Linked DNA regions of Mus musculus: region 2 is linked to region 1. The links are chromatin contacts, called in public ChIA-PET maps. All regions are on one chromosome and are shown on one strand. The core of a region is the stretch at or near the end of the contact, and the rest is flanking DNA. Distances in the headings are between cores, read along the strand shown. Region 1 has its middle 70 kb from the start of Gm33831. Region 2 has its middle 42 kb from the start of Gm46069.

What was found. ChIA-PET counts read pairs in DNA pulled down with a chosen protein or histone mark.
Region 2: a contact with region 1 is called in an RNA polymerase II ChIA-PET map of memory CD8 T cells, with 6 read pairs. The contact joins two enhancer-like sites. A contact is called at or near these places in 2 of 115 datasets of contacts at active chromatin or transcription factors (embryonic stem cells and memory CD8 T cells).

What each region holds. Positions count from the first base shown.
Region 1 is chr8:34,313,655-34,319,082 of GRCm38.p6, forward strand. No RefSeq gene overlaps it. Among named protein-coding and RNA genes, the nearest start is that of Gm33831, 70 kb to the right of the region's middle. Within about 2 kb of position 1,772, at least 12 of the 459 cell types and tissues checked have an H3K27ac peak or open chromatin away from gene starts, as enhancers often do. A contact at or near this core is called in memory CD8 T cells, where this site is marked.
Region 2 is chr8:34,729,415-34,734,655 of GRCm38.p6, forward strand. No RefSeq gene overlaps it. Among named protein-coding and RNA genes, the nearest start is that of Gm46069, 42 kb to the left of the region's middle. Within about 2 kb of position 2,442, at least 45 of the 459 cell types and tissues checked have an H3K27ac peak or open chromatin away from gene starts, as enhancers often do. A contact at or near this core is called in memory CD8 T cells, where this site is marked.

The sequences.
Region 1 (5,428 bases), core at 522-3,021:
GATGAGGAACTGTTAGGAACCCCCTGTGGAGCAGTGAACAGTGCCCAGAGGGGATCTATTCAGGGAAGGTTTGTGATGGTAACACAGCTCTCCTAAATTCGCTTCTCCTTGCCTTAACTCTCCTGTGACATCTCCTTGAGTAATTCTGACAATATTACAAATGAACTGAACTTCAGATGCTGAACGGGGTGATAGGTATTCACAATGAATTAATATCCTGCCTTCCATTGTAGGCACAAATTGACTTCAGATCTAACTCAATCTCATTTGAAAGGTAAATGAATAAAGCCTTGTGAATACAGTTGATCATTTCTTGACCTTTGAGTAGACAAAGATTTTCTTTTTAAGTGCTACTTTAAAAGGACATGTAATGAACAAAAGAAAATGATTGTACTGCACTAAGAACTGTTCATCAAAAGCATGAGAAAGAGAGAAGGAAAGATGGTAGAGATTCAGTGTATCTGTCTATCTATCTATCTATCTATCTATCTATCTATCAATCATCTACCTATCATCTATCTATCTGTCTATCATCTATCTATTACCTATCTTCTATCTTTCTATATATCTTTCATCTATCTATCTGTCTGTCTATCTATCTATCTATCTATCTATCTATCTATCTATCTATCTATCTTCTATCTATCCATCTATCAATCATCATCATCTATCAATTTATCAACCATATTTCATCTATCTACCTATCTATAAAATATCTACTTATATCTATCCACTTATCAATCATTTGTATTTTATATAGGACTCAAATCTTCAATACCTAAAGAACTCAAACACCATGTAAAAGATAGAAATTCAACAGAAGAATGAGCAAATGTCTCTAATAGAAACCTCAGAAAGAAGACACCTGAGAAGAAATAAGAAAGTAAGTGTGAATTAGTCAACTCAATTGATCATTTGAGGAGGGCCAGCTGATACCACAGCATAATTCTAGAATATGTGACTAGAATGACCGAAACAAGATGCACAGGAAATGCTCAGGGCTGGTAAAGCTGTATCGTTACGACTAGCTCCCTCATGTGCTGTTCATGAAGCATGCGTTTGATGCAGAAGACACTAAAGGACAAACTATTGGCCATGGTCTACTCCAGCTGGGAAACACTAAAATCTAATTCAGAAGCTTCAGTGTTAGGTGACTATATGCACCAGGATAAAGTGTTGCATGAACCATTGTAATGAGTTAAATGAATGGAAACTAGGGAAGGAAGGAGGTGGGGTGGGCAGATCTTTTGAGACCATTGGATGGTTTGTGTTAGAGAGCTGGGACAGCAGAAAAGGAACTTAAGTCAAAGTGGGGCCTTGGTAAGTGGGATATGAGAGAGTGATGGAAGTTAGTGATATGAAAGAAAGTGGGCTTAGCTTATGACATCAATTCCCAGATGGGAAGAGAATTTAATTTATCAAACATTTGAGCAAATCAATAGATGATCTACCATCCCACTCAAGAAGAAATGAGAATAGATGTCTATGATAGCTAACCTTGTTCTTAGTTATATGTAAGATATTGAGACAGAGTCTTCCTATGTAGCACAGGCTGGCCCTGAATTTGAGATGCCTTGAAATGAGAGATGTGTAGTACCATGCATGGCTAGGCAATAGTTAGTCTTGCTTGACAACCTGGTTGGACTGAGGACCATTCACAGCAGCAGAGAAGAGCCCTGTATGTCAGAAGAAAGTGAGCTTTGGATGTAGTTGGCACCACTCAACTATAGTTTCAGGGTGATCAAAAAGGGAGGGAAGGAAACCCACTAGCACAACATTCTCTGCTTCCTGCTGCCAGGATGTGGTCAGATCTGCCCTGCCCACCCTGCTACAATAAGCCTCAAAAACTGATCCAAAATAAGTCTTTCCTCTCATATATTAGTTAACACCTTTTACTTTTATTTTCATTTATGGATATTTTCCCTGCATGTATGTCAGTGTACCACATGCATGTATAGCCCATAGAGGCCAGAATAGGATGTCATATCCCCTAGAACTGGAGTTTCAGATAGTTGGAAGCCATTATGTAGGTGCTGGGACTTGAACCTGGGGCCTCTGGAAGAGTCGCCAGTGCTCTTGACCACCATCTCTCCAGCTCGCTCCCTTATATTAGTGATGTCAGGCATTTCCCTGTAGTGTCGACAAACAGTGAAGATACATGTTAGTTGTATATTGACAGGTTTTGAAGGAGTTTTCTGGGGTGCAGCCAGATGATACTTGTCTTACATAATGATATGGCCAAAGGGGAATAGGTTGGGCCCTGGAAGAAGTGAGAGGTGAGGTTTTGGATTCTCGACTACAGAAGAATCGGTGACAGAATGGAGGAACAGGCTCTTCAGGGCAGGGCATATTGCAGAACATGAGGAAGACTGGCGGCCTCTTGAAGATCTACAGGCTAAGAAAACAATAATGTGTATACTCTAATGCTATGCTATGTACAATGAAGGCTTTCAGAAGAAAGAGGAGGCAGAATTTAAGGGATCATCACCTACTAGAATTTCCAAAAAGAATTCCACAACATGCCGGCACATAGCACTCACGAAGGCAATATGACTTCCAAGAGCCAGTGATAGGATGCAGTTGAAAGTGGTAGAAGAGAAAAAGCGTTTCTGTGAGTGAGATCAGGTTAGATGGTGAAGTCCCAGGAGGAGCGCTGCATTCTTTGAGCTCTCTGTCTGCAGTAACATCTGGAGAGAGAGAGAGAGAGAGAGAGAGAGAGAGAGAGAGAGAGAGAGAGAGAGAGAGAGAGAGAGAGAGAGAGAGAGAGAGAGAGAGAGAGGGAGGGGAGGGAGGGAGGGACATATACCTATGTAAATATGAATACAAGTCTGTGTATATGCGTGTACAGGCACACACACATGGCTGCATCTATATGTATTATAAATGTATAAATGCTTTTATGACCTCGCTTGAATTTCCAGCCCACATAAATCTCCTAAATAACGTGCCTACTTCAGAGACAAAGGATACCAGAGTATTAATTAGGCTAAGTGTTTTATGTGATGATGCGGTGGGGGGAGTTTGTGGGGTCAGGGTTTGAGCTGGGCCTGGTGCCTCATCCAGGCTAAGTACTAAAAAATGAGGAGTGTGTCTGAACCTTTCTCTATATCTTTTCAGTGTAATATATCTCATGGGGAGTTGGTTCTTTTAGCCTACTGATTCTTTTAAATATGTGCTGTGAACATTCTTTAAAGTAGTTAAAATGGAAAATCAAGCCAGCATCCCATCCATATTCTCCCCTTTAATAGACGTCTCTGTGGAGAGCTATACTTGGCTGGGAGGACGTGAAGGAATCAGCCCTCCCTGACCTGCGCGAGCTCACTGACCGGAGGACGTGATAAATGGTGCCCATGCATGCTCTTCGATCGTCATCTCTACAGATTCACAGGGACAATGCCAAGGCAGTTCAGCTTGAACAAATCACGTGGGTGTTAGCGAAAGGGAAGGTTCTGCCGGGCAGTCTCTCAAAAATGGTTTTGAAACTCTGCTCTGCGGACCTGACCTCTTGGTTCTGAATGTTTTGGGGGAAGCAGTTTATAAGCTGATGGAGCATTCTGGCTTAGCCCGCTTCCTGAATCGACTAGGGCTTTTATTACCACTTAGGAAAACCTGCTCTTCTGAAAATTGTACGGTGAACCCTTAATGAGTTCTCAAACAAGAATGAGGTAATCTTCATGATAATTTAAAGTATTTCAGAGGTCAGGGGGAGCTTATCGTTTGCTTTATCACAGACAGAATTGACTTTTCCAGTCAATCATTTAAGCAACAAACTACCTATACTATGCATATTATCACGAAGACATCTTTTTCATATGCGTGTTTCTTCTTGTAGGTGCTTTGGGTGTTCATCAGCGAGGCAGGAAAGAGACCAGATGGCTCATTATTAGAAGCCGATCATTAATTTAGACATCCTTTCCCTCCTCCCTCCCTCCACTCTCTGTCTTTGAGTCTATCAGGAAAAACGGTAATTGACTATCTGGGGGAAAAGGGGACGTTGACTGTTTTGGAATGGCTGGCTGAATAAAAGACAAGGGCTCCTCCTCCCTCGGACGAGCAGATGTGTGCTTTGTTATAGGTTCATATTGGGTATATTAGCTTTGGGGCAAAGTGTGATGGGTCGCCATGAATCTACAAGGGAATTTCTTAGATGGGGGTTTGAATGTATTCTGTTGGTTTAACATGTTTCTCCAAGATGGAGATGTAGGTAAATCAGGGATCTGAAAAAAAAAATCCTTCTTGGAAACATTTTTTTTTTCAAATATAAAAGAATGTGTTGACCAGGTCACATTTAGGTTCTCAAAGTGTCAAATCCTCAAAGGCAGAAGTAAAAGGCCTATTTGAAAGGACAGTTCCTTAGCACCTCTCTGAGACGAGGTCTTTCTAAATAATGATACGTATAAAAGAAATGACTGGAGGTCTATAGTCATAAGAAGGGCATGGAGTTTTCAGACTATCAAAACCAAATATGGATGCTCCAGTAAGTGATGTTCCATTACCCCCCCCCGCACCCCACACACACACACGTACCCCAATCAGTAGCTACATCCAGAGGTTCAGGGTTTGTGTGACTGCCATCCTTCCAAATTCCTTTCATTTACAAAGGTTGTAGATAGTGGTTGTGAGGTAGGTGTGGCTCAACAGAGTCCAACAGTGTCTTCTGGTGTGAAAGTCAGAGCCATTGAAGTGCTCTGGGGTGAAGCTTGCTCTCTTTCTTTCTTTCTTTCTTTCTTTCTTTCTTTCTTTCTTTCTTTCTTTCTTTCTTTCTTTCTTTCTTTCTTTCTTTCTTTCTTTCTTTCCCTTCCTTCCTTCCTTCCTTCCTCCCTCCCTCCCTCCCTCCCTCCCTCCCTCCCTCCCTCCCTTCCTTCCTTCCTTCCTTCCTTCCTTCCTTCCTTCCTTCCTTCCTTCCTTCCTTCCTTCCTTCCTTTCTTTCTTTCTTTCTTTCTTTCTTTCTTTCTTTCTTTCTTTCTTTCTTTCTTTCTTTCTTTCTTTCTTTCCCTTCCTTCCTTCCTTCCTTCCTTCCTTCCTTCCTTCCTTCCTTCCTTCCTTCCTTCCTTCTTTCTTTCTTTCTTTCTTTCTTTCTTTCTTTCTTTCTTTCTTTCTTTCTTTCTTTCTTTCTTTCTTTCTTTCTTTCTTTCCCTTCCTTCCTTCCTTCCTTCCTTCCTTCCTTCCTTCCTTCCTTCCTTCCTTCCTTCCTTCCTTCCTTCCTTCTTTCTTTCTTTCTTTCTTTCTTTCTTTCTTTTTCTTTGCTTTAACCCCAACTAGCAGGCAAGTGAAACAAATTTTGAGAAAACATTCAAGAAGCCAAACTCCCAATTTGCCAAGGGAGTGTGACTATCATTTGGATAGTTAGAGAAGTGAGAAGAGGTGGTTGAAGGTGTTGCCCCATTTTGCCTACTGCCCAAAGTACCTGTCACTCAAAAGATGAGTT
Region 2 (5,241 bases), core at 1,192-3,691, 420 kb after region 1:
GATCAGTTATGCTAGGCTGCCTAGCCAGCGAGTCTAGGAAGCCACTGAGTACCAGGGGTCCTTCTGTCTCTACCTGTGAACATGTTTACGTGAATTCTGTGCCTTGAACTCGGGTTCGAATATTTTCAAGGCTGTACCAAATGAGCCATCTCTCCAGCCCTGGTTTTGTTCTTGAGAACCAGCTCACACCAGTATATGAGCAGCAATACGAAGCAGATTGTCTGAAAACACAATTACATAGTATGTAAACATAACAGAAATACTCTTCAGCCAACTTGCCCAGAGTTACAGTTAAACGCAGCGATCTTTCCCAAATATAAGCTAAAAGCAACCGAAAGTGGAAGACACATTGGGGGACTCTCCCCTCTGCCATGGTTGCCATCCAGATTGCTTTAAATGGGAAGTAACAATAACTCGGTTGTCAGAGTAACAGCAGTTACCGGAGGCAGGATTCTGAAGACAGTTAGCAGTGATGGAGTGAGGAAGCTGAGCACTCAAGAAAAACTCGCTGAGAAAGTCAAAACTCTATAGAGTCAATATTACATACTCACCTGTACATAAAGACAGCTCTGGTCCTAGAATGTATTTACAAAAGAAAATAATAAAGAGGGCATTATTTTAAGATGAAAGTAACTACTAAGCTACTCAAATAGATAAAAATTTCAGAAACATTATCTATTTAGGTCCTTTTTATACATTTCAAAAGCACATGAATCAACCAGGAATTATACATGAAGAGCTACAGGTATAGCTGTCTCCACGTGTCTTCCCTCTTCCTGCTATAGTTAAATAAATAATAATTTAAAAAAAGTCAGCAGTGCTATTACTTATACAATAATAGTTTGCGGCCTGGAAAGCCTTTTCCCAAACGCTATCCCATTTGTCAGCATGGGAAGAGGTGGTGCAGGGACCGAATGAACCCAAGGCTGTAAGGCCTCTGCTCTCCACAGAACTACAACCAGCCTATAAGTGTGACTTTTGAAAGCTGAATCCCATGATCGCTTCCCGCCACATACAAAGAATGCCCCCCATCCTGCCCTTCTCCTTGAAACTTTTGTGAACAAACCCTTTGAGCTCATTCCATCTCTCCGTAATATTTTGTAATAGAATTAGACCAGAACCAAGGTGGTTTGTTTTGTTTTGGTTGTTGTTGTTGTAACCCAGGTTAGTGATTAACTCAAAGTCTCCTTGCCTCTTCCTTCTAGGTGCTGAGATTCCAAGCACATACGATCATGATAAATCAGTTGAGCCTCTTCCTCCTCCTCCTCCTCCTCCTCCTCTTCTTCCTCCTCCTCTTCTTCCTCTTCCTCCTCCTCCTCCTCCTTCTCCTTCTCCTCCTCCTTCATCTTCTCCTCTTTCTTCTTTATTTTTGGTTTTTCAAGACAGAATCTTTCTATGTAGCCCTAGCTGTCCTGGAACTTTGTGAACCAGGATAGCCTCGAACTCAGAGATCCTCTTGGCTCTCTCTGCCTTCCTCTGCTGGGATTAAAGGTGTGTGCTTCCACTGTCCGGCTTTTGTCTTCTTTTTTATAATTTCCATGCTTCACTAGGTCTCCATGCCCAGAAGAGCTAAGGATTGGTGCAGAGAAGTGTATTTGCACAGATCGAAACCATAAACCAGAAGAGACCAACTCCATTCTGCCTGGCTCCCATGAGACGTCTGCACAGGAGGATATTGATGAAGGAAGCCCATGTCATATTGTAAACTTACTTAAAACATTATGGGGCAGGGTGAGGGGGTTGGGTCTGACAAATTATTTTGGTTCTTCAGTGTGAATTTTGTAGATGAAATGTCAAAAGGTAAAGTGGGTGGGACATGTCTGAATCTTAACCCATAAGGAAAAAAAAAAAAAAGCAGTGTGGGTTCTTTACCAAGTCCCTTTTGTCCCCAAAGGCTCTCCATGATTCTGATGCATTTTGGTTTTGCTTTTGATGAGTAAAGAATGTTTGGCTGGTTGTTATTGCCAAGGGTGTTTATACCTTTAATCAGTGACTTTGTCAGAGTCCAAGCTGTCATGCAAAGTTGCTACTCAGAGAACAGTATAGAGCCGAATAAGAACACTGTGCTGATCTCAAATGCTACAAATTCATGACCCACTCTGTGTTTTCAAAAAATGTATTTTTTTTTCTTGAAGAGTTTTGGCACTCCAACTAAGCTTAGAAGGATTGCTACCGGGGTTCCAGATGAACTGACTTCCTCAAGCAAGTTTTAAACAGTGTCTGGGGGATTGAAGCAGAGGAAAGGGCTGATACAGGATCGGCATCCTGAAGAGCCGCATGTCTCTGAGCTACTCGAACGCCCCTCACTTTGTCTCAAGGGACTGTCCATCTGTTCACGCTGTCTGACACTCTCTGAAACCAAACCTGCTGTGACCAACTTGGCTCGGTGTGAGAAACTGTCAGCTTGCTCCAGAATGTAATAATGTACCGCCTCCAAGTACCTTAGCACCGTTAGCATTTCCTGGAGTCTCCGCCCAACAGTCACCGAACAATGGCCAGGTAGAGCCTCTTCCTCTCTTCCTCTTCCTCTCTTCCTCTCTCTCCCTCTCCCTCTCCCTCTCTCTCTCCTCTCACCTCTCTCTCTCCCTCCCTCCTTTCCCCTTTCCCCCTCCCCCTTTCCTCCCTCTCCCTGCAATCTCCATCTCTCTCTTTTCTCACGTGTCCTCGATCTTCCCCTCTTCCTCTCTCCTCTCTTTCTGTCCTTCTCTGTTCCCCTTCTCCAGGTCCCAAATAAACTCCCTTTTATATTCGGCCCTTCGCATGGTTTGGTTGTTCAGGGAACACCTTGGTCGGGCCTGCCAAGCATCCTCATGCAGCCGGTTTATAAAACACAACTACAGTCGCATCTGAAGATGCTAAGAACAGGCTCCTTGTACATCTTCTAAAGTGACCCTCTTGGGCATTAAATACTGAGACTAAGTTCGTTGAAGAAAGATGAAAGGGGGGTTATTGTTCCATTATTTTAATTAATTTCAAAGTTTTATTTTTACCCCCTGCCCCAAAATTCCTCTTTAGCTCTCTGTGTGTGTGTGTGTGGGGGGGGGGTAGATCATAAATTTAAATATAAGAGGAGAGGAAGTGGTTTTACAGCCCAATACACATTATCTGGGTAGCACAGACTTTATCTTCCTGTTTTGTGTTAGCCGGCATGGATCACCAGAGCTCAAACTTAGATTGGGTTCATTCAAATAAGAAGATCTGAGATGATGGCTCCAGCTATGAGCTCCTCCAGGGACCAATACAATTACCTAAGGGGTAACTAACTAAACATCTAACCTTCTAAGTGAGTTGAAAACAAGTAAACCAGCTAAGCCTTCCTGTCTCCTCTTTGTCTCAGCCTTGATAATCAAGACAGTTTTCCACAGCCTCAAAGAACAATTTTCCCTCTTTCTGAAAACCTTTCATAAGGACACACCCAGGGGAAACCATTTGCATTTTGATGACATCCTTTGTCCCGAGTCTTACTTCCAAAGCCTGTTATTGTGTTGCCTAACTAGATTGATAACTGCTTCATTTACAATCCAAAAGACTTCTTAAAAGTTATACAGGGAATTTAATAGGTAATCCCAATTGTGTTTCCCAAAGAGCCCAGAAACCAATTATGCTAACCCTGTTGTTTTAACTCCCTGGGGTCTACCACAGTGCCCTTTCCCCACCCCCACCCCTCAATCAGTAGGCAGAATTTTGTTGTGAAAATACCAAAGTGCCTTCCCCGCTTAGGGGAATCCCCAGGTATGGTTAGATTTTCAATCATGTCCAATGCTTAAGGAGGCTAGAGCCAGCACTACCCACACTGGAGAGCTAGGGCCAAGATCAACAAACCTGTTAAAAATGAAACCCACCTGATGCTCCCTGAACAAAGTATACCCCTGGTGTTGCTCTGCCCGGAGATTAAAGCTGTTAGAACCGGAGGCCGGATGAGATTCCAGGCAAGCTTCCTGTGGGCTCCAGAAGGGATAAGACTCTCCCGAGAATAGGGATTTCTACCACGCTGCTGCATATTGTCACAAAGGAAGCCAGAAAAAGAAATGAGACTCCTAGCATCTCCAGTTGTCTCCCAAGCTGGGCAGTGACACCTGGCTGGGTTGCTCCAGGCTCTCTGACTTTATGAAGCACATTCATCTTCAGTCTTTCCATCCATCCCTCGAGTCCACATGAAGTTAGCTCAAGTGACGAATGGACTTCTAGACAGTATGTTTGTTGAAGTATAGAAATACAGAGGAACGGCACAAATTACGAATACAAAACTTGATAAATTGCCACCGTGTAAGTGTGCTCACAAAACTACCCAGGCCAATGGAGAGAACCCCCAGCCTGTTCCTGATGTCTGAAAGGGTTGGTGAGGCTGAACACCCCTCGTGTATACGATCATGCTTGATATTTGGATACACTCTCTTGCTGCTGTCTTTTTGTCTCTTTTACTCCTCTGCATATTGATGTATCTGTCCTTCCTGGGTGGACAGTATTTTCCATATTCTGGTTGTCGATTGTCAGTTATACGTTTTGTGAATGGCTTCTGCCACAGTGTTAGTGGGCCTTCCACCCCACAAGATATTGGCAGTAGAGGCAATCCATAAGAAGTATTTGATTTATGTCCAGTGTAGTTGATCTTTGACTACTCCATTGTTAGAACACAGGCTTGCCCATTTAAGCGGTTGAAAAGCCAGACCCCACAGCCTTGAAGAGAGCAAGCAAGCTATGAATCTTCTCAGCCCTCTCTGAGACAGAGTTAAGCATCTGTGGCTGTAACTCTAACATGTCTTCATGTATGCTACCTGCATCTTCCCTATGCTCTGTCTCATACGCTACAGAGAACTAACCCGTAGGACGTGAAGCATCCTGCCAGCCCCCGAACTTAGAGGCTAATATTGCCTCTGTTCCTTTAGGGAATCTCTCTGAAGATGCTTCTCTGTTCCCGCACACTTGGCTTCTCATTCTGACTCTTTTCAAGTAATGTATTAGTTTTTCAATCTTATGTGCATTGATCTTTTGCCTTACTGTATATCTGTTACAGATGTTTTGAGCTGCCGTATGGGTGTTGGGAATTGAACCCAGGTCCTCTGGAAGAGCAGTCAGTGCTCTCACCATGATGAGCCATCTCTCCAGCTGCCTCTTTGTGACTCTGTTTTCAAATTCCTCTACAGGTTTTAAGGGGACGCTTCCCCTTTAAGACTCCATAAAACAATGTAAAATATATTACAGTATTTTCTCTCCTGTGATATCTCACCTCCAAGCTCCTTT